Linked DNA regions of Gossypium hirsutum: all the other regions are linked to region 2. The links are chromatin contacts, called in public Hi-C maps. All regions are on one chromosome and are shown on one strand. Each heading gives the region's core, a stretch centred on a gene start, on an enhancer-like site or on the middle of the called end of the contact. The rest is flanking DNA. Distances are from core to core; before and after follow the strand shown.

What was found. Hi-C and Micro-C count contacts between places; a contact is called where the count stands out from the background.
Region 1: a Hi-C map of leaf shows a contact between it and region 2, with 3 times the contacts expected there. The contact joins the promoter of LOC107913415 here to the promoter of LOC107947775 in region 2. A contact is called at or near these places in 6 of 34 Hi-C or Micro-C datasets (callus, hypocotyl and leaf).
Region 3: a contact with region 2 is called in a Hi-C map of leaf, with 4 times the contacts expected there. The contact joins the promoter of LOC107888821 here to the promoter of LOC107947775 in region 2. A contact is called at or near these places in 5 of 34 Hi-C or Micro-C datasets (callus, hypocotyl and leaf).
Region 4: a contact with region 2 is called in a Hi-C map of leaf, with 4 times the contacts expected there. The contact joins the promoter of LOC107952008 here to the promoter of LOC107947775 in region 2. A contact is called at or near these places in 3 of 34 Hi-C or Micro-C datasets (all in leaf).

The regions. Positions count from the first base shown.
Region 1 is chrA11:49,261,788-49,264,644 of Gossypium_hirsutum_v2.1, reverse strand. It overlaps LOC107913415 (peroxidase 17), which reads right to left and starts at 1,443. Exons shown (of 3, transcript XM_016841989.2): 1 at 1,035-1,443; 2 at 736-927. The coding sequence starts at 1,232.
Region 2 is chrA11:48,670,978-48,673,851 of Gossypium_hirsutum_v2.1, reverse strand. LOC107947775 (ABC transporter G family member 1) reads left to right here and starts at 1,431. Exons shown (of 8, transcript XM_041081514.1): 1 at 1,431-1,995. The coding sequence starts at 1,650.
Region 3 is chrA11:49,316,112-49,319,052 of Gossypium_hirsutum_v2.1, reverse strand. LOC107888821 (40S ribosomal protein S6) reads left to right here and starts at 1,305. Exons shown (of 6, transcript XM_016813050.2): 1 at 1,305-1,616; 2 at 1,713-1,777; 3 at 2,325-2,382; 4 at 2,483-2,591; 5 at 2,676-2,941. The coding sequence starts at 1,611.
Region 4 is chrA11:49,529,676-49,532,892 of Gossypium_hirsutum_v2.1, reverse strand. LOC107952008 (serine/threonine-protein kinase SAPK2) reads left to right here and starts at 1,650. Exons shown (of 9, transcript XM_016887235.2): 1 at 1,650-2,024; 2 at 2,147-2,221; 3 at 2,617-2,718; 4 at 2,825-2,857; 5 at 2,979-3,071; 6 at 3,142-3,217. The coding sequence starts at 1,905.

The DNA.
Region 1 (2,857 bases), core at 194-2,693, 590 kb before region 2:
GGATTAAGAAGTTAGGATAATCTAGAGGTTCAAATCCCTACTAAATATATATGTACATGAGTTGTAGTCCAAATTTAAAAGATTTTAAGGCTCAAGAAACCTATATTAATATTAATATCTTTTTAGAATTAAATTTTTAGAATTCAGTGCAAGTCAAATTGAACAAAAAATACAAGTCGTATCCAAGCCGGACCAGATCTGTTGGGCTGGGAGGGCCACAAATGAGTAAACCCAGCACATGCAATCTTTTTTCTTTTATTTTCGTGAAATTTTTTAAGATTAAAGAAAATAAAATGAAAAACGGCTATTGGGGAAGGCAAAAAGAGGGAAAAGCAAGTGGACTTAACAGCTACAATACTATAATTACTTCGTAACTGATGACTGTGAAACGTTAAGTGCAAGAAATGTTACTATTTTTTTATGGAAAAAGTAATGCTACTATTGTTTTAATTTTTGTAACATCACTAATCTTTGCTATTTTTTTGAACATTAAGTGGAAAAAAATATTCTTCTTACAAAAGCTGGATGGGGCTAAGATTATAATAATTTATGGCAATATTTTAAGTTTATCAATCGCCCTAGTTGACAAAGTTGGGACAAAAGGCGCCCATTCATGCTGAATTTCTGGCAAAATGTTTAACATATAGCTTTTTATATAAATAAAAAGAAGAAAAAGTGTTGCGTATATTTTTAAGAATAATAAAATAGGAAGATAAGAAAGGTAGGAATAGTTACGAGAGCAACAGCATCTCTGGCGGCCATGATTATGATATCCGCACAAGAAACGATGCCCGGACAAGCCTTCTCCAAGGCTTCCTTCACCTCATACACAACCTCGAATGATCTTAGCGAATTTATATTGGAAAGAGCTAGTTTTTCCCCAAGCATGTTTGGCGTATCATCTAGCAGCAAAGAAGCATCACAACCCTGTAACACACAAAGGGGAAGAAAGGCAAACAAATTATTGGTAGCTTGCCGTATTAAAACATATATGTGTAGTTTTTTTTTTTTTGGGTGAAAAAAGGTTTTTTTACATTAACGAAACAATCGTGGAACTGAAAGCGCATGACGGAGGCAACGCTTCTCGGTTCCCTAATCATGGCCTTCATCATCTCATATCTCACTATCGCTTCTGCTTCTGGACATGTTTGAGCGTAAAACCCTGGTCGGAGAGTCTCTGCGGCCGCCATTGTCACTAGTAGGACAAACAGCACTGAAGGATAGAGAGACATTTTTTTTTTTGAGGTGAGGGACTAGGGTGGATGGGTTTGTCTGAAATTAATAGACCAACTTAGGTTTTTCTGAATGGCTTCTTAAACTTGTTGAATGTATTATATCGTGGAGCTATGGGTGGGATATGATAGTGTTGGTTGGTTTCTATATGATAAATCTTTTTAACAAGGGATACGAGATGTGAGTTGTTTAAAGATGGAATTCGGAACGGATGTGAATTTAAGATTTAAATAGATGTTCTTTTATCATTTGATGTACAGAGAGAACAATGATAAAGAAAAATTACTACAAACTTTTTTCCTATAATTCTGTATTTTTCAAAAATTAAGAAATTAATTTATCTATTTGCAATTTAGTTTCTTTTACTTTTTTTTAATTTTAAGATTTAATTCCAATGCTAATTTTTTTATTAAATTTATTGTTTTGATATTCTAAAATAAAAAATTACTCATTTAATAATTATGTAATTAAAAAATATTTTATATTTAACCTGAAATTAACAAAAAGTAATTAACCTAAATTTAAAAATTAAAAAAACAATTATATTCTTAAAAATAAAAATACATAAACTAAATTCTTAATTTTTAAAAATTACTAACTATATGCGTTTTTTAACAAATTCTTTTCTTTTATAAGTTTATATCAACTGAAATCCAAAAAGATTTTGTATGGATAAGACAAACAGTACTATTCTCTCTATTTAAGAAGATATTAAATTTGGAAAAAAATATTTTTCCTATTTTTAGTGAAATTTTTAAATTTTATAAATAGAGTATCTTATAAATATAGTAAAATATTTTTAAAAAATAAATATAAAAAAATACATTTACTTTACCGATATATCAACCACTAACCCAAAAAGTAATACCATTTATTTTAATTTCATCAGAGTTACTTTTAAACTAAAATGAACTGAAAAGTGCGATAATGCAATTACCATAGTAAAAAAACGGATTGATAAATTTGTTCAGTTATCTAAACTAAAACTACTCTTATGGTAGATTTACTATGCGAATGAAAAAAATAAAAATATTTATGCAATGATATTTTTAAAATAAAATTATTGTAAATAATAATTCTGATCGTTCGGTAATTTTTCAATAATATGGTATAATAATTTATTTGAACTTTTAAATTTATAAAAAAATTATTTTAATTTTTTATTTAATTTTTTTAATTTTTTTAGTCTTTAAATTTATATTGTTTGTCAAATAACTCCAAAATAAATAAATAAAAATTAATGTTTATTAACTTTACCGACGTGATATACATGTGAATCCAACATCAATAAATAATTATTTTTTAAAATTTTAAAAATTCAAAAATATTATTATATTTATTTAAAAAGTATAAAAATATATAAAAAATTATTTTTTAATATTTTTAAAAATTAATTAATTGTTAACGTGGCAATTTACATGCAGTAAAATTAACAAATATTAAATTTTTCATTCATTTTAAGGTGATTTGATAAATAATACAAGTTTAAATATTAAAAAAGATGAAAAATTAAATGACAAATTAAAATAAACTTTTTTATATATGAAAAGGTTAAGAAAATTATTATATTCAATTAAATTAGTATCCAATTAATTTATAACATTAAAAATATTTAAATAACAGA
Region 2 (2,874 bases), core at 182-2,681:
GTCTTTTTATTTTTATTTTTACATATATTTTAACAGTCAAAAAGCTAAAAGATGGAGATTGTTACACCACTTCATAGTTGAAAGAACATTTTCGAGATTGCTACTGAAATGATCAATGGTTGTCAAACAAGAAAAAAAAAAGAAAATGATTTTGAGAATTTGGGTTTTGATTTTGTTTAGGATTAAAGGATATTTTTTTCTGAAAGCAAGTTCTGTATTTCATTTATTAAGAGCCAATTTGAAAAATAATTAAACATTGATGAATGACGATCCATATGAACATAATGAACAAGGCCCATTTGGATTTTTACTTTTTAGTTTTATATATTTTTAATTTTTTTTAAATTTTTTTGGAATTTATATATTTTTTATTTTTTTTCAAATGATAATGACATCATCATTGCTATGTATCTTCATTTCAAAGTGTCACATGTCCAAATTTAACGCTATTATTGAAAAAACTAAAATTATAGATGGAATGAAAATTGAAAAAGAAAAAAAAAGGATCAACTTAAAAGGAGTGGACAAGTTCAAGTATAAATTTTATATTTAAGTATATAATATCAATTATCATATTTTCAGTTCTTCTAGTAATCTGATAATAAATTCTTCATAGCTTTGATGCATAATTATTTAAAAATAATAAAAATAATTTATTTTCAATAATTTGATATGATGAGGTTCAGATATCATTTGACAGAATTGCAAAAATTATATATAAAATTTAGAATCGTAAATTAGTATATATCATGTGAAATTATTAATAATAAATTGAAAGTAAAATTAATTGCGAAAGCGTACTTAAATCCATTAGTAACTTAAGATATTGAAATATTATAGTTTTACCCTTTCAAAATAACACAAATATTTTAGAGAAGTGACTCTTTCTTTTTTGAATATGATTAGATGTTAAAAAGTGATGTATGTGTAATTTAATTAGCTCATCATTAATTAGAAATTAATTACTATCCATATATACTTGATTTATACTTTATTTAATTAATAATTGAAACTTAACGAGCCTATCAAATTAGATCATATTTAATTTGGATCAATTTTATATAATAATAAATAATAATAAATAATTATTTTTATTATATATATTGTTGATATTATCTAATATATACTCCTATCATATATCGGACTGAAATATATTAAAAAATATCCCCACCATCACCATTACCCACCACACATTATAACCCGAACCAACGCAGGAGTTGAAATAACTTTTCGTTATCCGCGTGTTAACATTTTTTCAACTCACCAATTTAATTTATGTGGTCTTAAAAATTTGAGTTGACCAACTTACTAATTCACCGCACCAATATAATATGCTTAACGTTTCGAACTTGCAAAACTTACAAAATCTTCTATTGACTAAAAGTAATTAAAATGTGCTTCTCGATAGGATCCCTGTTTACCTTTAAATTAAAGTCACCAATTCTACAATTGTCTGCTAATAGCAGTGCTGCAATACCATCATATAAAGATATAATATTTTTTGAAAATATGTTCTTCAGTAGGAAAGTCTTGCATCTTCACGTATACGATATAAAGATATAAACGCATCACCATCACTACAAAATAATCGGGTCGGCTGTTGCTTCACTCAATATCTTCTGATTCATCAACTTAGTTCACTATTCAGAATGGATTCCTCAGTCATCGTCCCAACATGGACACCCGGGTCAAGCCCCGAACATTCTTCTCAAAACCATCAGCCTGAAGCAGCTGAGAATGACAACTTGGAAATTGAAAGCATGGTTTCTGGACGAGTCGGTTCCTATGATGAAGCGCCGTCTTTCAGGATTGAGATAGAACCAGGTGATGGCGTTTTCTTGACATGGGCTGATCTTTGGGTGACTGTTTCTAAGGGGAGAAAGGGAAGCAGGGCGATCTTACAAGGGCTCACTGGGTATGCTGAGCCAGGGAAGATGTTAGCCATCATGGGACCTTCAGGGTGTGGCAAGTCAACCCTTCTTGATACACTGGCAGGTCATATATCTTTGCTTCGCTTTTTTATTTTCATTTTCCAAAAGGGTTTCTTCCATTGGCATGTCCATCACTTTGACTAGTTTTTGACAACTTCGGGTAGAAGATACTACAAGTACAAATTAATAGTAAACAAGAAGTTTATGTTTCAGAATGGCTAGATCATAGCCAATGGGAATTGTTGATGGGTAGGTCACATTTCAAGCCTTAAAACATATAATATGATCGAGTCATATTTGGAGAAGCCAAATCTTTTTTATTATTTTTTAACTATGAATATGTCAAAAGTACGAAAAACTTGGAGAAAGAGTACTAAAGGATCCGACATGCCCCTCCCCACGTCGCTGTTTATATCAAGCAATATTGGTATGAGATTTAAAAATAGTCAAATATTTGATTTTCTAATTTTATAAAAAAAAGTTATTTTAATCTATTTAATTTTTCGTTTATTTAATCTTTTAATTTGTATTTTTTTTGTTAAATCACTCTAAAATGAATTGAAAAAAATTAACATTTGTTAATTTTCTTGACTTGGAATAAACATGGATCGATTGCCGCATTGACAACATATAAGCATTTAATTACTCTTTTAGAATTTAAAAAATTAAAAAAGAATTATAGAATTTATTTTTTAAAATTAAAAATAATTAAAATTATTAAGAAAATATAAAAATTATAAAAAAATATTTTTAATATTTTTAATATTTTAAAAAATAATAAAATGTTGACATGTTATCTACATGTATGTCATGTTAGTAAAGTTAATAAACATTAACTTTTTTATCTATTTTGAGATGATTTAATAAAAAATATAAATTTAAAAATTAAAAGAGACAAAAAGTAAATAGAGAATTAAAATATTATTTTATATAGAGATAAAAT
Region 3 (2,941 bases), core at 56-2,555, 650 kb before region 2:
TTCGTTGTTATTGCTTGCACCACCCCTCGAGATTATCTGTATGTATCAAAATTTTTCCACTCCCTGTTCTATAAGAAAGGTAAGGGCATCCAAAATACCCCAAAGTTGGGCATCAAAGATAAAGCACATATATTAATGGATTAAAATTTAATTTTATAAAACTATTAAATATTTGAAAATTTTCAAATAATATTATTTATAAATTTAAGATAATTAAATTTATTATTAATTAAAATTATGTAGGTGAAGATATCAATAACAAAAATGTTATTTATGTATAAAATTAAAACCAAATATTAATTGACGCATATCATCATCATTATATGACTATTTTCTTAAATTAACTGCTATATACAAATTATTTATTTTAATCACATCCATTATATTAATTTTTTATCAAATTGAACTAATAATTTTGAAAAAAAAAATATTCTTTCATTCAATTAGAATAACCGATCTTATGCCAAATGAACGTAACTCAATAAAATAAAGATTTATAACTTTTACGAATGGGTAAATTCCTTTTTAAACCAATCCATCTTTTGTTAAATTATTTTAAAGTACTCAATATTCCTAAATTAAGTACTTATTCTTTCCAGACTTTTAAAATTTAAAAAAATTCCTTTATTAAAATTACAAAATTAGACTCTATTATTTTTTATTTGTTCTAAAAAATTATATTTCAATAAAAAATAAAATAAATTATTTAAGCAATTATACATTTTATTTTGTAGAAAAAAATTATCAAAAAAATTATTATTTTTATATTTCGAAGATTTTATAAATAAATACAATAAGAGAAAATATATTTCTAATTTTTATTACTATTTGAGAAAATATATATATTCTAATTTTTTTTAAAAAAATAATATCAAGATAAACCTGAACAAGAAACAAACCAGTAGTATATATATTATAATTTATTTATACTGAATCTAATTAAAATTGCATAGTATTTATTATTAATTATTCGTACTTGGTGAATGACCTAATGATGATAACAATAAGTATATTTTTAATGTTGGAGAGAATATTTTAATAAATATGGAATGTTAGAGTAATTAGATAAAATTGTATGAGATATTTATTTTCTTGTTAATTTTATTGATAATTGTATTGTTAAATATTTTATTAGACTAATGTATTATTTAAAATGATTTGATTTTAATTGTTATTTATTTAAAGAATTTTTTTATTATTAATAATTTAAAAATAATTAATATTTTTTAAAATTTAAAATTATATGATTATATAATTACATTTTACATACTTTATAATATAATTGCTATCTTAATAATTACACTACCATTAATCTAAATTAATTTTTTTTGCTACATCCACGGATTAACAGGTCTGATAGATCAAATTTTACTTTGGGCTTACAATGAGCAGTAAGTAAATCCGAACCCACAAAATATCCATGTTCGTGAATCTGGGTTGACTCGGACCAACTTACAGACTTCCCTAATAACACCAGATTATTTTCCTTTATATTTAAACCTCCCCGAAAACCCTAACCCTCGAAACCTTAAGTTAGCAAGAGAGCAGCAGCAGTCTCGGCGGCGGCAGTTCTCCCCAGGGTCTAGTTTCTAAACAACCATCAAACAGAAATGAAGGTTTTACCCCTCTTTCCGCTTCTTTTTATTAAGGAAAAAGAAGATATTTCTGTCCCTTTTGGGTTTTTGTTGATTCTCTTCATTTGTTTGTTTCAGTTCAATATTGCAAATCCGACTACTGGCTGCCAGAAGAAGCTGGAAATTGACGATGACCAGAAACTGTAATTTTCTTTTCTCTTTTTTTGTTTTTTGGTTTTAAATTGTTTGGTTTAATTTTATTTTGTTGCTCTAAATTTCAATATTAGTCTTATATTTTGAAAGGCGAAAACACCCAGTTGAGTTTTCATGCTTCTTTTCGTATTGAGTGAGATTGAATTTTTAGAGTATTTAGAGATGCGCAAAATATGGGTGGAAGAAGCAAATTCAAAGGTAGAAAGTAGGTTAATGAAATTTATATGAATTTTTTGCTAATAATAGAATTTGTAAAGCAAAGTGGAAGGCAAAAGTTGTTTATACTTCCCAAAAAATGAGCTAGCATAATACATTTTGTAATTATTTTCTCTTGCCATATATTTTTTAAGTTAGGTTTCCTTTTGGGACTAGTTCTTGTCAAGCTACCACAATGCGAAGGAAATTCAACTGTGTTGTACCCTTTAACCATAGTTTTAACAGTATGCTTATTACATTTAGCGTCTTGGGGCGAGGTACTGCGAGCGTATTTGTTCCTGAGGAAGAAAAATTTCTGACCTTGGAACTTTGATATTGCAGCCGAGCCTTCTTTGACAAGAGGATCTCCCAAGAAGTCAGTGGTGATGCCCTTGGCGAGGTATGTTTCCAAGTTACTTTTAGTTTCTCTTTATCAAATTTATGCTTTTGAATCTGGCCATCTTAACTGCAGTTTGCTCTTATCTCATATCATTTAACAGGAGTTTAAGGGCTATGTGTTCAAGATAATGGGAGGCTGTGACAAGCAAGGTTTTCCAATGAAGCAAGGAGTTCTGACTCCAGGCCGTGTTCGTCTTTTGCTTCACAGAGGTCTGTAGACTGCAAATTAGTTGCATTTGTTTGTTTGTATAGAAATGTTTTTTACTTGTTGACCAATTGTTTTTCTTTGAATAGGTACTCCCTGCTTCCGTGGGTATGGTAGGAGAAATGGAGAGCGAAGGAGGAAGTCAGTTCGCGGATGCATTGTTAGTCAAGATCTTTCAGTTCTGAACTTGGTTATTGTTAAGAAGGGTGAAAATGATCTTCCTGGATTGACCGACACTGAGAAGCCAAGAATGAGGGGTCCAAAGAGAGCTTCGAAAATCCGGAAGTTGTTCAACCTCTCTAAGGAAGATGATGTTCGGAAATATGTTAATACATATCGCCGAACCTTTACAACC
Region 4 (3,217 bases), core at 401-2,900, 860 kb before region 2:
ATAAAACTAATAAAACTCTCTTCAAATATATAAGAGTTCGATACTTACTAACATACTAGATCAAGTACAATCAATTCCCCACACAATATAATAAAGTTTAGGATAAATAGGATCATTTGAGATAAGTCTTTAATGCAGTCCTAATCCAATCTCCATAATTTAAGAGATTCAGTAGCTTAGTCCGACCCAATCCTCATGATAAGTTATTTCAAATGAATATGTTTTTATAAATGAGATATCATATTTCCACAATATCAACAATTGCACGGCCCAAAGATTTTGTTCTAAAATATTGACCAACCAAATATGGCAAGTCATGTTGCCTGTCGCAAGGCTATCCATAATGGCCACAACCATTGGTACTGGACAAACCACTTCTCATTAACTTGCCTCAACATATAAAAATTAGAGAGACCTCCATAAGTAGTAGATTTATCAACCTGAGAAATGACAAAACTATATGTAACATTAATGCCTTCATAATTTGGGTCTTCTACTCTAAGGGGAGAATCTGGGGCCAAAGCTTATGAGTAAGGCCTAGACCCAAACATTTTATCCAAATTTATCCATTTGAAAAACAAAAAAAATCCTAGATCATCCTCAATCAAAAAAATCTTATTGGATATATTTTTTGAGAGAAAATAAAAAAAATTAAGACGATGAATATGTAAAGTTGAATTAGGACTACACCTTTGTTGAATTTAACCCTCAAATGTTTTATGAATGTTCAACCATGAGTTCTCTTAGATCTTTGAGGTAGCGTCAACAAAGAAGATGAAGTGTACGGGGACAGTAGTGATGCAGAGCGACATGAGAGGGTCGGATTGTTGAGCTAAAATGTAGAGCGAGCGATAAGGGTGGCATCTGATGTTGTGGAGCTTTTTGATGATTGGGAGTTTTGATGGCAACAATGGTAATATTAGCTTAGTTCTGTCAATCGGACAAATTAGGACAACGAAAAAGATGACTGTCAGGGAGAAGAACAAGGGACATGAAATGAATAAGATTTCATGTTGTTCTAAAAGTTGCAAAAAAACTCAACATATGCATTATTGGCTTGCACAATATTTTTTAGAATTTAGACTAATTGATGAAATATGTAAAGTTGAAGGCTAAATTTATTAAAATTTTTAGAATTATGTCCAAATTGATCAAATCCATAAGCATTGAAAGCTAAACTTATTATTATAAAAAAAATTCATATCAATATTTCATTAATGATTTAATGAAAAAAAACAATCTAAATTTTAAATTTCAATAACATTAATAACTAAAATAAAAATTTTTAACCTGTGAAACTAGAATAGAAATATGTTAATATTTAAATCACTATTTATATAATTTGCTCAAATTTTAAAATAAATATAAATAATTCTACTTTCAATCATCTTATCCAATGTACTGAAATATTTCAGTTATGAGTGTTTATTTAGTACTTTAAGAAAATATTCTTTTAATACACAGTATTTGATTGTTATTTATTGATATTTTGCGACATTTCGAAAGCAGGAAGAGGGCCAACTAAGTGGGCTAACCAAAACGAGAGATAACCCAAAAACGAAGCAACGTCGGTGTGCAACTTTTCCACTTCTCCTTCAATTTCTAGCTTTTAATTATCCTCCACGTGTAATGTCCATTCTTCTTGTCTCTTTGACGTTGACACCATTTGGACAGCCTCATATGATTCCTTATCATCCTAGTTCCTTTGCCCTTTGCTTTCACCCATCCAACTAAAACATCAAAAAGTCCTTGAAAATCATGGAGATTCCTCCAACACTAAACCAAATATAAGAAAAAAAAAATTACACAAAAGGTTTTATATATTTGCTGCAACTATATAAGATTCATATAAGTGCTGCTGTTTCTTTCCTTACATATTTGCTGGGAGTTTTTGGATTTGGAAAATGGAGCGTTATGAGATACTGAAAGATATTGGATCAGGGAACTTTGGTGTTGCTAAGCTGGTTAGGGATAAAAGGACTGGTGAGCTTTATGCTGTCAAGTATATTGAAAGAGGCCCCAAGGTATCAGATTTTGTTTTTAGCTTCATTTTCCTATTGGCTCTCCAAGATTCATGCCCATCATCTTGTTTGGGTTGTCAATATTTTCTTATGGATGGATTTCAAGAGATTTCTTGTCTATGCAGATTGATGAGCATGTGCAAAGGGAGATTATGAACCATAGGTCTTTGAAGCATCCAAATATAATAAAATTCAAAGAGGTAAATATCTATAGTTCCTCATAAGTTTCAGGTATTGAAGTCAAGACAAGCATTACTTGTACAAGTTTCAGAGCTCCTTAAATGGAGCAGTGAAGGTTTTTGCATTTTTTTTTCTTCTCTTTAAAAATCAGAGTTGATTTGAACAGAACAGGCTTTACAATGATTTATCTTTTGTTCTGTTTTAGCTAACTTAGCCTTGAGAGCAACCTACATGGTCAGAGATGTAGCTTCCAGTTTAGCTTTAGCTTCATATTAGGTAGCACCAGTTTTTGATTGAAAATTAACTTAAAAAGGTTCAAACAAACGATATGGGAGTTTGTGATCTTCAACAGGGCAGCTAAAATCAATGGTGTCCATGGTATGTTTGATCCAATCCCAAACACAACTTTTTGCAGGTCCTGTTAACACCAACTCATCTTGCCATAGTCATGGAATATGCAGCTGGTGGAGAACTTTTTGAAAGAATATGCAACGCTGGTAGATTTGGTGAAGATGAGGTATATTCTTATAAACATCTTTTCTTTTTCTAATTTTTCAAACGTTAAAAGTTGTGCTTATTGAATTTCATTTTTTTACCTTACTGTTATTGTTTTACTGCATCAGGCAAGGTTTTTCTTTCAACAACTGATATCAGGAGTGAGTTATTGCCATGCAATGGTATATATGGCCTTACTTAGTCTATTGGATCTCCCCCCCCCCTCTTTTTTTTTTTTTTGGCTATCTAGCTAAGTTGAGATTTTTATCCCCATTTTCACAGAAAATTTGTCATAGAGATCTTAAGCTGGAAAACACTCTATTAGATGGAAGCAGTACACCCAGACTAAAAATATGTGACTTCGGCTACTCTAAGGCAATGAACCTTTCTGTTTATGATCTACATACTATAAAGTCAATTATTAACTTTGTACTACATGTTTCAGTCGAGTGTGTTACATTCCCAGCCCAAATCAACTGTAGGAACCCCAGCCTATATTGCACCAGAGGTCTTGTCCAAAA